Linked DNA regions of Mus musculus: regions 2 and 3 are each linked to region 1. Evidence: chromatin contacts called from public promoter capture Hi-C data. All regions are on one chromosome and are shown on one strand. The core of a region is the stretch at or near the end of the contact, and the rest is flanking DNA. Distances in the headings are between cores, read along the strand shown. Region 1 holds the start of Rapgef6 (Rap guanine nucleotide exchange factor (GEF) 6). Region 2 overlaps Shroom1 (shroom family member 1). Region 3 holds the start of Zcchc10 (zinc finger, CCHC domain containing 10).

Region 1 (3,130 bases), core at 574-3,073:
CATTCGTATGCATCAATAGAATGTTCATCAAGTCAGATCCTTGAGGGTCACTACCATCTTCATACAAGCAAAGTGCCGACAAGTTATGGTTCCAGGTTGCTGTGAGCTACACAGGGATACCCAGTTTCGTTCAACAAGCAAGTCAAGTTACCTAGGAAATAGCTTATTTTCCCTTTCCCCAATTCTCCTTATCCTATTATTGGAAATAGCCATTATTAGCTAGCATGTTGCATATTTATCACCTACCTTCTCAATTCCTTAATCCATCAGGATGTAAGAACTATAGGGACCTGTCTATTGTGCCCACTAAAATTTTCTAATGTACAAAATAGAGCCTTGAACAGGTTGGCAATGAATAATTACCAAATTAATATATTTATAACAGACTCTTAGGAGTCCACTACGAGAATCTTTTGACAGCAGAAACGAACTTGTGAGAATTTCATAGAACTCTTTGTCAAAATAAAGCATCACTAGCACTCTGGATAATGATTTATTAGTAACCTAAATTCTACACTCATTCAAAAATACAGCCAATGAATCCAAGCAGTTAATATTCCCTTCAACAATGTTGCTATTCCAGTAACACAAGATAAAAGTCCTCAACACAGCACACATGACCAAGCATAAGTTCCCCAACAGTTGAGAAAACGTCCTCTACTTAAAAAGACTCAATTTCAAACTAAGTAATTCGGTACCTGAAGAGAAACAAGGTTTTCCTTCATTACCTAAATAATGTTCGTAAATAAAACTTAAAATGCACATTACAATGGTAATCACCACAGAAAAGCTGATTCATAAATTATAAGTAGGAAAAAGTAGCCCCTGGAAAGGGGTGGGCAGGTGCCTTGTTACTATGCAAAGATCAAGGTTTCAGGAAGCAAGCTGGACACATCACAACTTCAATAATGGCTGTAACAAAGTCATGTCCCAGAGTGTTACCCAAAGTTTGAGACTTTCTATGCAAAGAACTCTAAGTATGAAACTCCCGTGACTAAAAATTAAAACATTTCATTTCAGTTACTGCAACTTCAAACAAGACGACTCATTGCATTTACATTGCTGTTGGGTTTTCCTTTTTTTTTTTTTTAATTTTGGTATAATACACATAGCCACTAAGATTATAGAAACGTCTTCAAACCAAGAAAACTTAACAAATAATCTTAAACTTCCCACGGAAAGTTTGAAAAAGCACCAGGGAACCACTCGACACGCATCACCCGCCACGGGACTTACTACTATCTGGCTGACGCAGAGTCTGATACGGACATTGGAAACCTGTCTTCTGGGGGCAATTGTGCAGTATCTGAGATGAACGCACAGCACACACTGGCTATGGTATGAACTGTCTCTTACACATCATTATTCCCAGCTTGTTTTTCAGCCCACCTGAGCACACACAAACTCAGAAGCCAGTCAACAGTAACGGTGCTTTCTTATCACAAGTACAAGGAAGTCCCCGGCAGGAAGCGGCAGGAAAGGTGCTCATCACCCTGCGCGGCTACGGCCAGGTCGGGGCCGAGCAGTGCTCGCCAGTGCCCGGCCTTACCTCAGGAGTCCGCTCGGGCGGCTTCTTCCTCAGTGCCTGCCGAGCGCCGGGGTCCACGGGCGAGTTCATGTCCGCAGCCACAGGCTCCCTAGCCTGCGTCTAGCTGCCCATTCTCCAGCTCCGGGTGTACGCCAGCCCCACCGGGAGGGAAATGAGAACTGTCGCAGGGTCCAAACTCAAGCAAACAAGTCTTCGCAACGCCCGCCCAGGGCCTCAGCCCACGCGCGACTGGCCAGAAAGACGCCTGCGCGGGGGCGAGACTGGCCGAGAACGCATGCGCATGCGCACGACGCGCACACTAACGCCCGCCTGGCCGTGACGTAGAGAGATGGGCGTGGAGGGGGCGGAGAATGAGCGGCTTGGCTTTTCTTCGCGAGACTCCGCCTCGGTTACAGGATTGTAGTTTCCGCATACCCAGCTTCCGGTTGAGGTTCCGGAAATGCTACGAGGGCGTCGCCAAAAATAGACTATCGGGTAGAGCTGTGGGTAAGATGCTTTGGTTTAGCGCTCGAGTCCGGAAACCGCGGGGCTCTTATGGCCCCGCGGAAATCGAGGCTGCCATTCAGCAAGCGGGGAAGCCCACGCACCGCTCCGCAAGCCACGGATCTCGGGGCAGTACTCGCGCACCTAGCCCACCGCAACCTTGTGGCGTATTCTACGCGACTTTAAAAAACAAAAACAAACCACGAAATCGATAGTGAAAGCTGCCTCAAAAAAAAAAAAAAAAAGAAGAAGAAAAAAAAAGAGAGAAAGAAAAAAGCGTTTTGAAGACTAGAGCTATAGTTCAGAGTAGCCTGCTGGTCTAGCGTGCACCAGATTGTCTTGGCTTCTGTGTGCAGAATTTTAGGATTTTCCTTTAAAGGGTTTAATGACCAAAAAGCCTCAGGTGGACTAAGGAACTCCTGATTCGAAAGTTGACAGATAACACCTGTGGGCTGTCAGAATCCTTGCCTTCTGAGAAGATCAGCATGCCAACTTGGTATTTATTTAGCACTTTGAGACTGTAGGGGAACCGACCCGCAGGTGAAATCTTATATCCCAGAGGTTTTTTCCCGTCCTATAGAACTTCAGGCCCTCTGCACCACCTGTGCAGCTTCCACTCCCGTGGAGAAACTGGTGTCACTTGTTCTGATTAAAGGACAGAACTTCTGTGGAGGTAGATCTGCCCTTTTATTTCCACTTGCCTCCATCCTAATCTAACAACCTTGACTAAAATCTGGGCAGTGAGAGTGAGTGGGTGGGGGCTGCTTTAACCTAAGCAGTGCTCAGAGCAAACCTCTCCACTCCGTTTTGTATTGAATTTTACATTCTAGTCTCTAACAAAATAAAGACAGCTTCAGTTTTGTTACTTGTCCTTTGGAACAAGAAAAGCTGCAAAAACTGATTGTTATTATTCCTGTTATGATAAAAGTAACCCTAGGTTTATTTTGGCCCCCAGATTGAGCCAGAAGTAACAGGAGCTGTCAATCAATGGACATGAGTGCTGGGAACTTAACTCAGGCCCTCTCCGAGGGCACTGCTTGCTCATAAACCACAGAGACATCTCTGCAGCCTATTGTTTAGGTTTTTTTTTTTTTAATG
Region 2 (3,265 bases), core at 368-2,867, 1.1 Mb after region 1:
TAGCTGCAGAGGGGTCAGTGGTCCCATTAGTGTCAAAGGTTGGGATGTCGTCATTTGTAGTCTCTGGAATGCTTGTGGGTCTGGAGAGATCCACAGAGCCGTTCACCGCTTGCCCACAGTCCTCTGTACCCGTGATCCCTGGAGTCTCATGGAGGGGTCTCTCTGCTGAAACTGCAATCTGACCAGCTTTTTTGCTTAAGTCGTTTTCATACTGCCGGTAGGAGGTGCTGGAAGTAGACGGGATACTGAATCAGAAAAGGCTCTGGTGCAGACAAGAGCTCAAGGTCTGGCTGCTTGCCGCCATCCCCCAACACCTGGGCATTACCTGAGAGAGTTCCCAGCCCTTTGGCATTTTTTAGATGTATATGTGTTAGGAGAGTGTCTCTCTGTGTTTGGACACAGGAAGGGATTCACCTGGTGGGGAGCCCTTGGGAATCTTGAGGTGACGGTGTTTTGGCTTCTCTCAGGAACACGTCATCTTCAGGGAGGGAGGGGCCCGGAGTAGACACCGAGGTCTCAGAGATTCTCCGACCACAGCCAGCCGGTTTGGTCTGGAGGGCCTCTCCAGGACACACTCCTGTGACCTCCTTCTGAGTCAAAGACCTAGAGGCAGGGAGCCTACAGTGACCAGGAAAGAGGCCCTTCCCACGGCCCCAGACAAACAGCAGAGCATGCAGTTTGCACAAGACTGTCGGAAGTCTCAGACTGAGGCACGTAGACTGTCCTGTAATGATTAGATCTTTGCCAACTTGAATGGATTTGGAATTACCTAGGAGACACACCTCTGACTGACTCTGAGGGGGTTTCCAGAGAGGTGCCACTGGGGAGGGAAGATGTATATGTGTGAGGAGAATGTCTGAGATTGTAATCTGACTGAATGTGGGCAGAGTCATCCCATGGACTGAAGTTTGAGGACTGAACAGAAGTGGAAAGGGCACTGAGCCCCAGCAGGAGTCCGTTTCCTGATGGAGGGTAACCAGAAGCCTCACACGCCCTGAATCCATGCCTTCCTGCCGGGATGGACTCCACTCTCTTCAACCGCGAGCCAAAATAAATATTTCTTCTTCAAGTCTCCATTCTTAAGAATTTGTTCACGGGGCTGGAGAGATGGCTCAGAGGTTTAGAGTACTGACTGCTCTTCCAGAGGTCCTGAGTTCAAATCCCAGCAACCACATAGTGGCTCACAACCATCTGTAATGGGATCCAAGTGCCCTCTTCTGGTGAGTCTGAAGATAGCTATAGTGTATGCATACACATAAAATAAATAAATAAATCTTCAAAAGAAAAAAAATTGTTCTCAACAATAGGAAAAGTAATGGATATGGGACCTGTGATTCCTTTTTAAATCAAGACCCGTGAAAGTTGACTCCAAGAGTGTCCCTTATCTCTCACCTGGAAAGCTTGGTGTGAAGCAGTGGTCTGCGGATGTCTGCTCTTTGAGGAACAGCCTAGAACAGGGAAACAGTGGTCTGAAACAGTCTCCCAGATGCCGCCCTCCCCCACCAGTCGACGTCCTTTATCTTCCATACCTGGACAGTGGCCACAGTCCTTTCTGAACCCTTGCAGGGACCCATGACCTCGCCTGAAACACTCTGACTCCGACCCGCAGGTCTATGGGCATTGCCAAGATCCGCTGGCCCGGAATTCAGCTCCGTTGAGCTTAGGGACTGAGTCTCCAGCAGCCCTTTGGACTTTGCGTGCATCCCACGCTGCAACTCCTGCGTGGAATAATCTTTTCTCAAGTCCTCACCAGTGGGCCCACCGCTCCAACCTACGCGATGTAATTTGCCTGGCTCAGAGAAGCAGCACTGCCGCTGCTGGCTGGAGAGACGCCCCCGGCCAGCAGCAGCTAGCGCTGGGACAGCGGTGCGCGCCGGCTCCTCTTCTCCCAGCTCCTGGCTGCTGGAGGCGGAGCGCACGTGCGCCGTGGGAAGTCGCGTGGGGACTGCGGGACGCAGGCGGCCCGGCAGGCTCATGCGAAACTCCTTTCGCTGGAAGGACGTCTCCCGCAGCACTCGTCGCTGTGCACCCTGCAACCGCTGGCGGTAGGCGTCCCGCGAGGCTGGCGGGCTGGGCGGCTCTGCGGTGTGAGCTGTAGCTTCAGCCTCCGCGGCCAGCGCGTACAGCAGTGGGGTGTCTTGTCTGTTTAGTGGTCCCGGGCTTCCCTGGACCTCTGGGGACCGTGGGTCACTGTGCCCAGCGACTGCCTGCACAGGTCGCTGAGTCGTTGAAAGGACAGCGTCCTTCGAGGTAGGAGATTGGCTGCCCCAAACCACTCGCACGTAGTCCCAGTCTAGGTAAGGGAGGCGCTCGGTGCCAGGGGACGGAGTGCGCGTCTCAGGATCACCAGACGCCGTGGAGAAAGAGCTGTAGGCAGAGTCGGCGCGCGTGGACAACCGTCGCAAGTCCAGGCTTTCAGTGGCTGAGGCCTGGGAGGTGCGGTCTCTCCCAGTACCCAGGGCCTCCATGCTTATACAGTTGGAAATTGGAGTTGGCAGACCTGGTGGTGGGGGCCGAAAAGAACAAAAAAACAAAAAAATCAAAACATAGATGGGTTGGTGAGTGAAGAGTTCAGGTAAGGGCTAGGACAACCTGCTGGCTCCTTTGCCGAGGAGAACTGGGGGCTTACACGTGCCCTCCCCGGTCACAGGGTTCCTAGCTCTGGCATCTTCTTTCTCATCAGAATGGTAGAGAAACTCTTGAGGTTGACACGGTCTGGGCAATAGGATGCGCGCAAGTCTGGGCGTTAGTTAGGAACCTTAGTTCTGACGTAGTAGATCCACTCCCTTGCCAGGGCTTCCCTAGTGGTACCTCTGCTCGGACACTCCTGCCGTGCTGAGACCAGGCACATGCTCAAACTCCAGTCCCACCCAGGCTGCTTCCTGGCCATTCTGTTAGCGTCTATGTTTGATCTTTTCCTGATAAACAATGATCAAGAACATTGAGATCACAGAGGAGCCCAGAAAAGGAATGCCAGAGGCAAGGCAGGAGCAGCGACAGCTTCTCAATTTGTCCACCCCCATTCTGTGCCCTTTATGGTCCAGGTGTGTAGCATAAATACTCATCTTAGTCCTCAACCCCCTAGGTGCCTTTTTTTTTTTTTTCAGATGAGAACCCCGCGGTTCTGAGGAGGAAGTGACCCGGCCCAGAGACACACACAGGTCGTAAGTGGCAGAGCCCTGCCTAGAATCGAGGCATGTCTCCAAGTTCACTGCAGCCAAAATTAATTTCCTAGAGGCAAACCCTGGCCAAAGCCCTTGCCATG
Region 3 (3,447 bases), core at 205-2,704, 1.2 Mb after region 1:
CAGCTTAGGTCAAAAGCAAAGTGCGAAGCAATGCAGGTATTAGATGTATAAACTGTTTCCTTTCAGGTTCGTATTATGACTTTTGATAGGTCTGAGAAATACAACATGACATGCATGTCACACAGCCATGCAGAGTGGGTATGACATTACTGGAGGGTTTTAAGATGAAGTCTTATTATGTTGCCCAGGCTGGACTCAAATTCATGTTCAAGTAACTGGTCTCCGCCCCTTACATCGCTTACACCACTGAATGGGTAGTTATTGAGTTGGTTGGTTTTTTTTCTTTTCGGAGACAGGGTCTCCCTACACAGCTGAGGCTGGCCTGCAGTTTGCTCTTTAGATCAGGCTGGCTTTGACTCAGTGCTACTCCACCTGATTTTGCTTCTCCAGTGCTTGGATTAAAGGCATCTGCCACCAGGACTGATAGTTACTGAGATTCAAACTGGGCATGGTGGCACAAGCTTTTAATCCCAGCATACTGAAGGCAGTCAGATATCTTGAGTTCGAGGTCAGCCTGGTCTACAGAGTGAGTTCCAGGACAGCCAGGGCTACACAGACAAATCCTGTCTCTAAATCTGCCCAACCCACCCCCAAATTCTAACAGACTCATAGCAAATATACCATTTCCTATCTTTCCCCAAATCCTCTGCTGACTCAGTCCTTTCTATGGCTTTTAGTCTGTTTTCAAATGTCACCCCTCACAGATGAATTTCTAGAACTGACTTGAACTGGGCCTTTTGCCTTTCCTCACCACAGCCTCTTATCCCCTTTAAAGCTTAACTTTGTTTTGTTTTTAGAGAGACAGGGTTTCTCTGTGTAGCCTTGGCTGTCCTGGAACTCACTCTGTAGACCAGGCTGGCCCCGAATTCTGAAATCTGCTTACCTCTGCCTCCTGAATGCTTGGATGTACCATCACCATCCGGCTCCTACAAAGCTATTTAAACCACTAGCTGTACTTGTTTAGAGTATCAACAGGTTCCACAATAAAACTGTTAAGCTGCGTAGCTTGAATACATTTTTCTTCAGAGAAACTGTCTGTGAGTGATTGTACTAAAATAATTATTTACAGTGAGAGCTGCAGAAAGTGAAACGGTCGATGGGGAATTAATAGGCATTGCAGACAGGCTTGTTTCTAGAAAGGGCGATAGGAAGGAGGCAGGTACGCTGAAGAGGGAAAAGTTTGGGATCTTGAGAGGGAAGATGTGGGATCAAGCATCCAGGCTACCCTTGACATGTGGACCGGACAGAGGAACACAGACCACCCAACGACCAATTCTTGGATTCATTTCGAACTCTCTTCAAATCCCGCTCAGTTCAGCAGCCTGCGCCCGCTCACTAGCTAGCGGACAGGCGTCTGCACGCCCCCAGCCCTCCTGCACACCCCACAAGCATCTCACTTACGCTTTCCTTCGAGCTATGAGCCGATGCATGGGAGTCGCCATCTTGGAGCGGCTGGAGTCTGCCGCACGGGTTTTTGGGAAACTAGCACCGGTGGGCGGGTCCTTAGAAACCTCTGCGGTCCTGGGCGGGGCCAGACGGGCTCAATTCAGAAGAGGCTAATGGTGGCCACTAGCTGGTTTGTCTTTTCTAATGTGGGCTTGTGTGTTCAGTATGAATAGGGTCTTGAAGGGTGATCTCAAACCAGGGGTCTGTAATACATATGCAGTGGAATTTTGTAGTATTCAAAAAATCCTAAAAAAAAAAAATCCTGTAATCCAGGATTTTGGAGGCTGAGGCAAGAGGATTGCTATGTTTTTGAGGCCAACCTGGGAAAACTTATGGCCCTAGCTCAAAACCAAACCAAACAAAACCAAAAAGGCCAGGAAGTAATGGCCCACATCTTTAATTCCAACACTTGATGGGATTCACGGCCAGCCTCATCTACACAGGGAGTTTCAGGAAAACCAAGGCTGCACACACAAACTGTCTCAAAAAACAAAACACCAAAAACCCCAAGAAATTACAGGTGTCGTCATGATGACTGGATCATTCTGATTTTGTTGTTGTTTGGTTGGTTTTTTGTTTTGTTTTGGTTTTTTTTTTTTTGTTTTTGATTTTTCTTTCAAAGATCTGCGTAGAGGATTTTTTGGTCTTTTTTTGAGACAGGGTTTCTCTGTGTTGCCCTGGCTGTCCCGGAACTCACTCTGTAGACCAGGCTGGCCTCGAACTTGTAAATCTGCCTGCCTCTGCCTCCCAAGTGCTGGGATTAAAGGCATGCGCCACCACTGCCCGGCTGTGTAGAGGAATTTTAATCCAGCAACATGGCTGCTCTGGAAAGGAATCAATCATAAGTGATGGGAGTACAGACATGAGTTCCAGGCCAGCATGGTACAGAGAAAGTTTCAGGTAAAGAAATTTAGTTCCAGGTGTGGTGGCACATTCCTTTAATCCCAGCACTCAGGAGACACAGGCATGCAGATCTCTGAATTCTACTCAGTTTGGTTGAGTCTTAAGAGAGGAGGAGGGGTAAGGGGAGTGGAGAGGGAGACAGGACCAGACAGAAACACCATGTGTTTGCTTGGGATTGAACTCAGGACCTCTGGAAGAGTAGTCAGTGCTCTTAACCTCTGAGCCATCTCTCCAGGCCCCTCTTTTTTTTTTTTTTTTTTTTTAATTGTTAAAGATAACATCTTTAATTTTTCAGGCTGGCCAGAAACTTAGCTCAGGCTAGTCTAATTCCCAAGTTATGACACAAGTTTCTAAAATCAGGATTCAGGATGTAGAGAAAGGAGGACAAGGAGGTTAAGGCCAACCTGGGCTATATAGCAAATATGAGGCCAGCCTGGTCTCCAGAGTGAGTTCCAGGACAGCCAAGGCGACACAGAGAAACCCTGTCTTGAAAAAATTTTTTTTTATATCTACAAAACCAAATCACTCTTCATTAGTCCTCCTCCAGCCCATACCTGACTTATTGCGTTCAGGCATTTGTTTTCCCAGATAAAATCTTTTTAAAACTTCTAATTGATTCTTTGTGGATTTCACGTCATGCATCCCAGGCCTGCTCATCTCCCCATCCCCTCTTATCTGCCCGTCTTCCAACCTTCCCCCCTTCAGATGAATTTCCTGAGTGAAAGTTTGGGGCCTTGAGATGTAGCTCTGTGGTAGAGTTTTTACCCAGTATGTGTGTATTAGGTTCTCTAGAGTCACAGAACTCATGGGTAAGAGAATTTGATGACTTACAGTCTGTACTTCAACTCCCCAACATTGGTCCAAGGATCTAGCAGTAGTTCAGCCCCACGAGGCAAGAAGGTGAAGAAGATAGAATCTTCCTTCTTCCAGTGTTCTTATATAGTCTCCAGCAGAAGGTGTAGCCCAAATTAAAGGTGTGTGCCATCATGCCTGGATCTGGGACTTGCTTTGTCCCAGATGACCTTGAACTCAGAGATCTCCCTGACTTAATCTTCTGGGATTCATAGCCACTATGCCTCAAGATCTCCATGCCAAGTC

What was found. Promoter capture Hi-C pulls out the DNA fragments that hold promoters and counts their contacts.
Region 2: a promoter capture Hi-C map of liver shows a contact between it and region 1, with 3 times the contacts expected there. The contact joins the enhancer-like site here to the promoter of Rapgef6 in region 1. A contact is called at or near these places in 3 of 39 promoter capture datasets (embryonic stem cells and liver) and 2 of 115 datasets of contacts at active chromatin or transcription factors (embryonic stem cells and pancreatic cancer cells).
Region 3: a contact with region 1 is called in a promoter capture Hi-C map of liver, with 4 times the contacts expected there. The contact joins the promoter of Zcchc10 here to the promoter of Rapgef6 in region 1. A contact is called at or near these places in 6 of 39 promoter capture datasets (the C10 cell line, hematopoietic stem and progenitor cells, hippocampal neurons and 2 more) and 1 of 9 other capture datasets (adipose tissue).

Annotation. Positions count from the first base shown.
Region 1 is chr11:54,521,538-54,524,667 of GRCm38.p6, reverse strand. It overlaps Rapgef6 (Rap guanine nucleotide exchange factor (GEF) 6), which reads right to left and starts at 1,823. Exons shown (of 29, transcript NM_001252494.1): 1 at 1,550-1,823. The coding sequence starts at 1,618.
Region 2 is chr11:53,462,458-53,465,722 of GRCm38.p6, reverse strand. Shroom1 (shroom family member 1) reads right to left here. Exons shown (of 8, transcript NM_027917.3): 2 at 1,530-2,500; 3 at 1,393-1,448; 4 at 415-603; 5 at 1-227. The coding sequence starts at 2,468. Among named protein-coding and RNA genes, the nearest start is that of Shroom1, 6.9 kb to the right of the region's middle. Within about 2 kb of position 1,617, at least 36 of the 459 cell types and tissues checked have an H3K27ac peak or open chromatin away from gene starts, as enhancers often do. A contact at or near this core is called in liver, where this site is marked.
Region 3 is chr11:53,322,696-53,326,142 of GRCm38.p6, reverse strand. Zcchc10 (zinc finger, CCHC domain containing 10) reads right to left here and starts at 1,454. Exons shown (of 4, transcript NM_026479.4): 1 at 1,402-1,454. The coding sequence starts at 1,442.